2 separate regions of the Gossypium hirsutum genome follow, and region 1 is linked to region 2. Evidence: chromatin contacts called from public Hi-C data. All regions are on one chromosome and are shown on one strand. Each heading gives the region's core, a stretch centred on a gene start, on an enhancer-like site or on the middle of the called end of the contact. The rest is flanking DNA. Distances are from core to core; before and after follow the strand shown.

Evidence for each region. Hi-C and Micro-C count contacts between places; a contact is called where the count stands out from the background.
Region 1: a contact with region 2 is called in a Hi-C map of leaf, with 2.1 times the contacts expected there. The contact joins the enhancer-like site here to the promoter of LOC107955257 in region 2. A contact is called at or near these places in 2 of 34 Hi-C or Micro-C datasets (both in leaf).

The regions. Positions count from the first base shown.
Region 1 is chrA07:45,208,197-45,213,125 of Gossypium_hirsutum_v2.1, reverse strand. It overlaps the pseudogene LOC107955229. Among protein-coding and RNA genes, the nearest start is that of LOC121204217, 14 kb to the right of the region's middle. Within about 2 kb of position 1,630, at least 7 of the 9 cell types and tissues checked have an H3K27ac peak or open chromatin away from gene starts, as enhancers often do. A contact at or near this core is called in leaf, where this site is marked.
Region 2 is chrA07:44,994,892-45,000,255 of Gossypium_hirsutum_v2.1, reverse strand. It overlaps LOC107955257 (probable pectate lyase 20), which reads left to right and starts at 2,243. Exons shown (of 6, transcript XM_016890998.2): 1 at 2,243-2,468; 2 at 2,622-2,675; 3 at 2,856-2,927; 4 at 4,175-4,817; 5 at 4,907-5,010; 6 at 5,106-5,364. The coding sequence starts at 2,362.

The sequences.
Region 1 (4,929 bases), core at 381-2,880, 210 kb before region 2:
TAAGGTCTTCATCAGAATAAGGGCATCAAGATCCTCACCTGGAAGTTGGTACTTGATTGAATGAGGTTGGCTGAAAAAATTTGAAGTTCTCCTCAGAAGCTGCTCCCAAGAAAGACAATTCTGAATGGAAATAATGTGCGTCTCTCCCCCAACATATCTGAGTTTACCATCACTTGGCCTAGGCAATATTTTTCCACTAAAGCTGCACAGAAGTTTCATTTTCCAAGATTGAGATCCATCAGTAGCTCCCTGCCCACTAAAGTTGTTGGAACTAGAAGAGTCACATGCATAAATGGCTGTAGTAGGTTGTCCAAAACCATTTGGATGGCTCCTATCACAATTCAGTTCACCATAAGCCTTCCTTGTCACTTGTCCAATTTCACCATCTTCCTTCTGGTATCTACCTATCTTTTCAACACAAGACCCGTGTTCACTCCCTCTAGAAGAACCATTCAGAGATGCAAAATCAGAAATGTCAGAAGCACACTTGGAATCCATTCTTTTCAACTGAATTCGGGCAAGATCCTGATACCCCATTTGGTGGTTCTGATCGAACCAAACTCTCTTCTCATGTGTCAGTGCTGCATCTGGTCTAGCAATGGCTCTTGTGCCAACACACTCCTGAACAAACCCCATGGAGAATTCCTCACCTGTCTGTACAGATATAGTCTTATTATTATTTACATTCTTCCCCACATAGGAACAGCATATGTATATTCTTGTTGTACTAATTGATCAGATGGGCCAGACGTTTTCCTGATCATGTTCCAAACAAGTTCCTAGGTTTGTTTACTTACATAACAACAATGTGTTAGCTCCTTGGACCACTCTTTTTCACTTCAATCCACCAATTAATAATGCATAATTAAGTCATTCATCGTATCAGCTAGCATTCAGAACCTCACGGTTAAAGTCTAGGATTCCCTGCACCTCAAACGCTAAACTTCAAAATCGACAGCAATACTTTCACAAATCACCAACATCTATCTTCTACTTGCAACCCAATTTCTCAATCAAATCCAACACATATGTATACGTGACAAAAAGAAAACCGCAAATTCGCAGATCCTTTTCACAAAAATTACGTACAAATTATTCACAAAATATCAGTTTCAATCCAATGCCAAAATTTAGTTACAAATCTAATCATAACAAATACCTTCCTCTTCTACAAATTCCAGACCGTTGATCCAAAGGAAGAATATAAGCAAACCTATCTCTAACTCGAAAAAAGAAAAAAGGAAAGGAAAAAAAAGCTCAAAATCACATTTCAAGACCGTCGCTGTACGACAAACCTAAAAAAATCAAACATAAAACAATAAATAAATAACCAGCGACGTTTTCGAACAACGGCTTATCGATAACAGAATTTAAAATATAAGCGAAACTTAAAAGAAAATGATGATACCTGGTAGCCAACCTCCTTTGTGAAATCAGTGGTTTGAGCTCCTGAGCTGACAATTATTGGCGATTATGATTTTTTTGATACGATATAGAGAGGGAAAAGAACGAAATGAGAAAAAAAAGAAAGAAGAAAGAAAGAGGGAAAGTGGAAATGGTGGAGAAGGGAGCGTGGCTTATGGCTGTAGCAAGTTACAATTTCGGGCATGCAAGAGCTGACATTGCAAACTCAAGTGTGGTGAGATTTAAAGAGTAAAAAAATTTGAACTGAAATGCAGCACAATTGTTTGGCAAGCACATAGTAAGTATTTCTCATTTCACTGTAACTTCAAATATTGGTTGGAGTTAAAAGGTCCAGTGGACTGATTTGAAAGTTAAAAAATAAGGGTCCAACTCTTTTTTTATTATTTATTTTATTTAATACACATAATATAAGTTTAATATGTCATTATTTAATATAATACAATTTTTAATAAATATATAATTTTTATTTATAAATTTAGTATAAATTCAATTTAATTTATATTTTATTATTTTATTTAAATATAATTTAAAAATATTTAAATTTTATTGTATATGATTTTAATATTTTAATTATCATTTTATAAAAAATATAATTTTAATTTATGTTTTATATTAAATAATATAACATAAATATATTGTCATTTCTAATCTAATGTCCTTAATAGTCGTTTTATATTCTCACTTCACCGCTACAGCTGCGTTTAAATCCAAACACACACCACATTATTGTTTCTAATATCATCGCTATAGTATCCAATCTCACCGTTACAGTAACTAATTTCACCGTCACCACTGTTTTTAACCTCACCGAAGGTAAACACACCATCCATCCAAACTAAGCCTAAGCAGCATCCATCGACAACCATCATTCAAATAATAAAAATCATGAAACAGATCATATGAATTATTAATTTTCAATTTTTAAGTTGTAACGATTTTCTTGCGTTTAGTTTTGTTATTTGGAGTTCAGAGTGTTTGCTTTTCCTTCTCAACTTTGAGCTGTTCTTTCATTTAAAAAGAAAATTGTTACAAGATGGCCAATTTGCCACTAAATTTAATTGTTCGAATTTGAAAGTTTTGGCCAATAAAATTTTAAAATTTTTATCCAAAATTATTTTACCAAACTTAAATTATACATAAATTTTAGTATAAAATGTATTTTTATACATTAATTTTAATTTTATGAAATTTTATATATACAATTTTGATTTGATATTATTGTTATAAACTATTAATATAATTATCAATATAGTATTATTTTATATTTATATATTACATATATAAATAATTATTGTTATTTAATATAAAAATAAATTAATATATTTATTTCTTTGAATGTTTATAATTAAATCAAAATTAAAATTTCATATATATACTTGATAAAAAGAAGTTTCATTTCATATAACAACAATCATCACAGACATAGCAACAATGACATATAGCCAAAGCCAATTACACCATGATCTCAAGCATAAACCGTCAAACCACATAAAAAAAAGGAAAAAAAGAAGGAATCATCACTAGTTATTTTGGTGTCAACCACTAATGAAAAAATTAATGCGTCTAATCTCGTTTATCGAGCCTTTATTTCCACTAAAGACCTTGCTTACAAGACAGTGAGAAAACAATGGAGCACAAGACTAGCCAAACATCCTCAATTGCCAGTCAAGAGACACCACACAACCACCTCAAAAAGATAAAAAATAGCCACTAGCAACACCCAACTCGGATCACCCACCAAATAGAGATTGAAGCAACAAACATTTTGATTTTGGAGAAAAACAATATACAAAGAAGCATTTGGGGTTTTTAGTGCTGCCACCCATCCATCATTTGTAGCTGCAGCAAAAACTCTCACATAAAGCGGAGGACATCTGCATTGAGAAATCCTACACCGAAATAGAGACAAGCAATTAAAGCTTAGACGAGCCCCAAAAGGAGTTATTAAAATGAGAGGAGGGCAAAAAAATAACGCAAGAAGAGGATGAGAAATGACCATCCACCAACTAGAGGTAACTGACAATGTTATTGATATAAAAATCAATTATTGCTTTAGTTAAAATGATAAAGTTAAAAGTTGGATATGCATATGTCCAAATTTATAATGAATAAGTTGGATATGCATATGTCCAAATTTAAATTTCATTATAGTATTATTTTATTAAAAATATGAAAAGATAAAAATAATCTCATATTAATATTAATTAATTTGTATATAAAATAACATTTTAATAATATTCCAATTGAATTGATATCCTTTAATTAAAGACACAATGACTTATTAAGCCCTCAAATTTTACAAAAAAATTATTTTATTCTTTTATTTAATTTTTTTTGATTTTTTTATCTATTTTGGGTGATTTGTTAAACAAGGGTTAAAAAAATTAAAATGAAATGAAAAATTAAAATAAATTTTTGAAAAAAATTCAAAGGGCTTTAATTAAAAGCTTAATAGGGATAGTTTAATGAACGCGGACATTGCCGACGAAAATGTGTGGATGTGGTAAGTGATTAACTTTTGCATTCTATGATATTTAAAGGGGCTAGTTTTGGACGTTACGTAGGAATCATTTACGCGTCTGTTCACATAGTTGTCTTTGTCAGCATCATGTTTTCATGTATTTTTGAGAAAATAAAATCTAGATTGAGTTACTGATTTTTAGTTAGCAGTGAAATTTCAGAGAAATACAATTTTTTTCAAAACTAAATAATCAAATCTAAAAATGTTTTTTTAATGATTTTATCAATTATAGCATACCGATTTTGGGTGAGATCACTCATCTTATCTCAAAATTCACTAGATTCTACAAGAAAACAAAGAAAATATTTATTTTAAATAATTAATCAAATACAAGTAAGAAAATTCAAGAAATTTAGTAGTAATTAGTTTAAATATTTTACCAATTATGATTAGAAAATTGAAGAAATTTAGTAATAATTAGTTAAAGCAGTGGCGGAGCCAGTATGTTAATCCATTTTCATCATAATACTTACTGCTTCATAAGCTATCATTTGACATAATTTTAAATAAAGTAACCAAAATTTTCTTCTTCCCTTTCACTTTAGCCGAAATTTACTATAACATTATCTAGCTATTTTGTTTTATTTTTACATTTCTAACAAGTTAGAAACCATCTCCTAATCATTTTCCATAAAAAAAATACACATTTCAATTAATTTTATAAGCTTCCATCAATATATTTTAATGAAAACTTTTAAAACACTTGATAAAATAAAAAATATTGGTACATATATGTAAAACAAGTTTCAAAGATTCAAAATCTATGAAAAATTTGAAGAAAAACATATCTTATACTCAAAATTTGGGGGAAAATGATGACTTTTTTTCTTCTTTTCTTGCTAGGCACCAATATGAAGAAGAAAGATGATAAAAGTTTCTTCATATTTTCTTTTCTTTATATATATATTATAATATTATTTATAAAATATTATTATTTTAGGTAAAATATTAAATAAGTATTAAATTATTATTTAACAAAAATA
Region 2 (5,364 bases), core at 994-3,493:
GAATAAACAAAAAATACAATTTGACACCTAGTACAGTAGCCTCCACGGAAAAGTATTGATTCATGATACAAGACATATGTTGTGGGTTGATTGGAATGACATGTTCTCTTCTTTTAGTTGAACAACTAAGATAACATTTACACTTCTTTGCATCATCATGTGCTTCTTTCTTTGGCATTTCTAAGATGACCTTCCTTCTTTTACATTTAACTTTTGCCTTTTAATTTTAAGTCTGCACAAACAAACAGTATGATGTAAATGTTGAACCATTAGCGCTCATTTGGGGGGAAAGACAAGCCAACCCGTACAAGTTTAACCCATGTTCAATTTTGTACACATTGGAAGGTATCCACAAGTACTCATATTTACATTTAACATATTTAGAATTAAATGGAAGAGATGATGTAGTTGAAAGGAAAAAAAGGAATACATATGAAATCATAAACATTGATTCCAAATGTTAGGCCCATTATTTATTTATTGTATTATGATTATTCTTAATATTTGAAATATCCTTTTCGCTGTAAAATAATAAGTCATGTAAGGCTTTCATGCCCTCATTGTGGGTACGAGTCGTAGCAATTATCTGCTAAAATTATGTGCCTAGTTCTGATTTGCTCACGTTTGTTGGTGCAAGAGGCAGCAGCAGACTGCTTTTCAATCTTGCTTGTATGGCAAGCCTCGAGCCTTGCTGGAGAAACAAACTCAGAAGCAAGAACAGAAACACATGCAAATGGAAAACAAAGAAATTGAGAGAGTAATTTTGAATGAAAAGAGCTGATATTTTTCATTCATACTTTTAGAAGGCATAATGCCAATACATATAAGAGATTACAACAGCAAAACAAACAAGTTATCACCTAATAACTTACCTAACACCACTAATTTGCCTAGTAACTTGGTAAACTTGTTTGAATACATAAACAGCTACCTAAACTTGTCATTCATCACTTAGTTACATCAAAATGCAGCTACCAACTAAGTTTGATCCTAACTAAATACAAAACATTCAATTAAGGAAACTAAATGGATAGCTTCAGCTTGCTGCACCAATTTTGCTGTTGAAGCACGTTCCTTGCATGGCCACCTTTGCTGCTACATGGGAGCTGACTTCAACAACGTTAATAGTGTGTGAGTTATATTAATATCAACATTATTGTTGATATGAATTTGAGCTCCATTTAATCATTAAATTCTTTTGGGGAATAACAAAAAAAAATTGGTATGATATAAAAATTTTAAAAAAATAATCTTTTTAAAATTATATAATATTTAATATGTCAAATTTTAGATGTTACCATATTTTTAACAGTTAAAATAAGTTTGTGAAGTTTTTGTTTTTATTTCCAAAAAATTATTTCTCATCTTTTTTAGATTTTAAATTCAATTGTTAATGGTTAATTACATTAAAATTTTTCTCTTAACTTCTTTGTTGTTATATTTTGAAATAAAAAAAATTATATTACATATAAATTTGAATTTAATAAAATATTTTAATAAAATTAATATTTACAAATTGAAAAAATAAATGACCTAACGGATTAAATTTCAAATGTAGTGATAGTATATAGATTTAAATAATATTTGAACTTACTTTTAATATTACATATAAATTGTACAAATACAAAATGAGTATTAAAGCTAAAACATCTTAGGAATTCTTATTAAAAACTTACAAAAGAAAATTAAAATTGTATCCGTACGAGATTAAAGGACAGCGGTCGATTCATCCCTAATTAATAATTAAATCCTAAGAAGAGTTAATAATGAAAGCCTACAATTCGTACATTTACCTGATATTTAGTTATACTTCCACGTCGCCCATGTGGCCACGTGGCTTAATCGTAAAGCGAATAATTCTCCACCGTCATCAACCAAAATATTTTCCATCCAATGAAAATTTAAGAAAGCTGGCGTGGAAGAAATGGAGCAAGTGCAGAAGTGTCAGAAGGAAAAATGGCCAGGCACGTGACCTACCGACACATCGACACGTTGTAGCTTTAAATTTCTTTCAGTTAGCGACGGTTAATTGAGGCAAGTGGGAAGGCCCTGGTTAGAAACTAATTAAATGAATGAAGAAAAACAGAGAGGTTAATTTGCCACTATATATATATATATATATAAAAAAGTTTAATTTGACTTCACGGAGTTAGCCGATGGCGAAGATCCAATCTAACTTTGTTTTATTTATTTATTTTATTTTATTTGTCGTTGTATCTCCCTATATAAAGACTACGTTATCTGTGTTTTTTTAATACACTCCATATTTCTTTTTCTTTCTTTCTTTCTCATCTTCATTCCCCTTCATTTTCATATAATCCAAACAGCAAAAATTGAACACACAGAGAGAAATTATCAGAGATGGGGATTTCTAAGAGATTGCTCTCTTCGTTTGCTTTGCTTGTAACGTTTATTTTGTTTTTCGTTTGTGTCAAGGCCTCAGCAGAGAAAACAGAGCTGAATTCAAGGTACATTTTCCCGGGAAACAATCAGCTCGTCTTCCAGTGCTCTCCCCCTCTGTTTCATTTAGCTTCTCCAGTCAAGGAAAACATTAAACGTACTTTTTCTCAATGCAACTGGTTTTTGTTTTCTTCTGATTTTTGTGGTGCTTGTAATGGCAGGCTCAGTGAAGAAAACAAGTTGCAGGGCTTGAAAAACTCATCAATGGAAGAGGGGTGAGTTAGATTGGATCAACTAACTCCTACCAGCCTCTTTTGGCTCTGAAAAATAAATACTAAAAGGCCCTTTTGATTTTATTATAATTATTTTTGCATTGCATGCATTACTTGGTTTTTGCTTTTCATTGTTTCGTTTTAATGCATTTTGGGGTTGACCAAGTTTCTTTATTGGAACAGGTTGGAGGATGAGCAATGGATAAATGAGCACTCAGTCGACAATCCAGAGGAAATTGCTTCAATGGTGCATATGTGAGTTTCCCCACATATATTTCTAACTTAACTTTCATTCTAGTTTTGCATTAAGATGAACAAATTCATGAATATTTTTATTTCATTCCTGAGAAAATAATCTATAGCATAAACATTGCATTAAATGTTTGAAATTTGAGAAGAGGATTGATTGATTCACATGGATCCCCTCACACTTGCCCTAATATGTGTTGTGTCTGACAGGTCTTTTTCCCACTGTCTGTTGTTTCTCTTTCTTACATGAGTAGTCAAAAATGTGTTTCATTCTATAGAATTCAGTCAAAACTAAGTAAAGGATGGGTCAAATCTTCACACGTACACGTCCATATCTAATTTTCGTTTTAAGTTGCTGTCAATGAAACTTAGAAGTGTTAACCACTAATTTCAACCTTACTGTAAATTTTAGTTTCTCTTACATTTTATCATTCTCCAAGGTCAAATCTTCAGTTCACACCTATTTCATGTTGGATTTTCCCTATCTTTCATTAAAAAAAAAAGGGACCTTAAAGGGAAAAACAAAATTAATAATGCAGGAAGCAACCTAGTTGTTAATGACAGTTTGTCTTTTGCTCCACAGCATTTACTTTATAACTTATACAGTGGTAGTAAGTAGTACTATGAATTCCATGCAGTAAAAAGGCATAAAATCTCTAATTGTTAAAATGATTCCTTTTAGTATAATTTTAATAAAAAGTTTTTATAATAATTGTTAAAATTTTATCTTAGAAAAATAATAACATGAAGTAAACTTTATATATATGGTGAAGGCAGACAAAGAAATTTGTAAAGACAGATCTGTCTTAATTTTGATGCATGGTAAATAAAAACATGGGGAATCAAGTTCCACACTGACGTAGCTGCATATAACTGACAAAACTAGTTGAATTCATAGACACCGCCACCATCGTATTTAATTTTAATGTTTTTAATTGCCTTTATTGTTTTTTTCGCACCGACGGAAAACATAGAAACAGGAGCAGGCAGGAACTGGTTTCCTCCTTATCATTTACTACTATTTTCCTTAAGTAGCAAAATCTAGTTTAGAAAATAATATTATATCGAATTTTCCGTATGGACCGTATGTACATCTCCCACGAAATGTCACATGGCCAACTCAACTCAACAGATTCATTCACATTATTTTGTCCATCATCATTTAATCCTATTCCAATTTCCACATGCTTAATTAACTCACTTCATTTAATTAATCTAGCAACATATATGATGATGTTATGGTAATCGTGCAGGAGCATAAGAAATAGCACAAAGAGGAGGAAATTGGGATATTTCTCATGTGGAACAGGGAATCCGGTTGATGATTGCTGGCGATGTGATCTGCATTGGTATCTCAGGCGAAAGAACCTTGCCAACTGTGGCATTGGCTTTGGACGCAACGCCATTGGTGGTCGTGATGGGAGGTACTATGTGGTGACTGACCCTAGGGATGACGACCCTGTGAACCCCAAACCAGGCACCCTCCGCCATGCTGTTATCCAGGACCGCCCACTTTGGATCGTGTTCAAGCGTGACATGGTCATCAGGTTGAAGCAGGAGCTTATAATGAACAGTTTTAAGACCATCGATGGTCGTGGTGCCAATGTGCATATCGCTAATGGGGCCTGCATCACCATCCAGTATGTCACTAATATTATCATCCATGGAATCCACATTCATGATTGTAAGCCCACCGGCAACGCCATGGTTCGAAGCTCCCCATCTCATTACGGGTGGAGGACCATGGCTGATGGGGATGGCATTTCCATCTTTGGGGCAAGCCATATTTGGGTTGACCATAATTCACTCTCTAACTGTGCTGATGGACTCATTGATGCTATAATGGGTTCCACTGCAATTACCATCTCAAACAACTACTTCACCCACCACAACGAGGTCAGAATATTCACATCGGTTTATCAATATTGAACTAAATTTATGTTTTTAAACGACTAAACTAATTCGTCCAAGTACTTCGATGATAGGTTATGTTGTTGGGACATAGTGATTCTTACGTAAGAGACAAGCAGATGCAAGTGACCGTTGCTTATAACCATTTCGGTGAGGGTCTTATCCAAAGAATGCCAAGGTAAAAAAAAAAATAAAAAAGCATCCTTAAATTTGGTCGCTACTGTAATTTCTCTTTTTTAACCTTGACTCAACCATCTTTGCCAAATGTTGCAGGTGTAGACATGGATATTTTCATGTAGTGAACAACGACTACACCCACTGGGAGATGTATGCCATTGGTGGAAGTGCAAACCCCACCATTAACAGCCAGGGCAACCGATACCTTGCCCCTTTCAACCGCTTTGCTAAAGAGGTTACAAAGAGAGTGGAGAGATCGAAGAGTAAATGGAGACATTGGAATTGGAGGTCAGAAGGAGACATGTTTTTAAATGGAGCATATTTCACTCCATCAGGAGCAGGAGCAGCAGCCAGC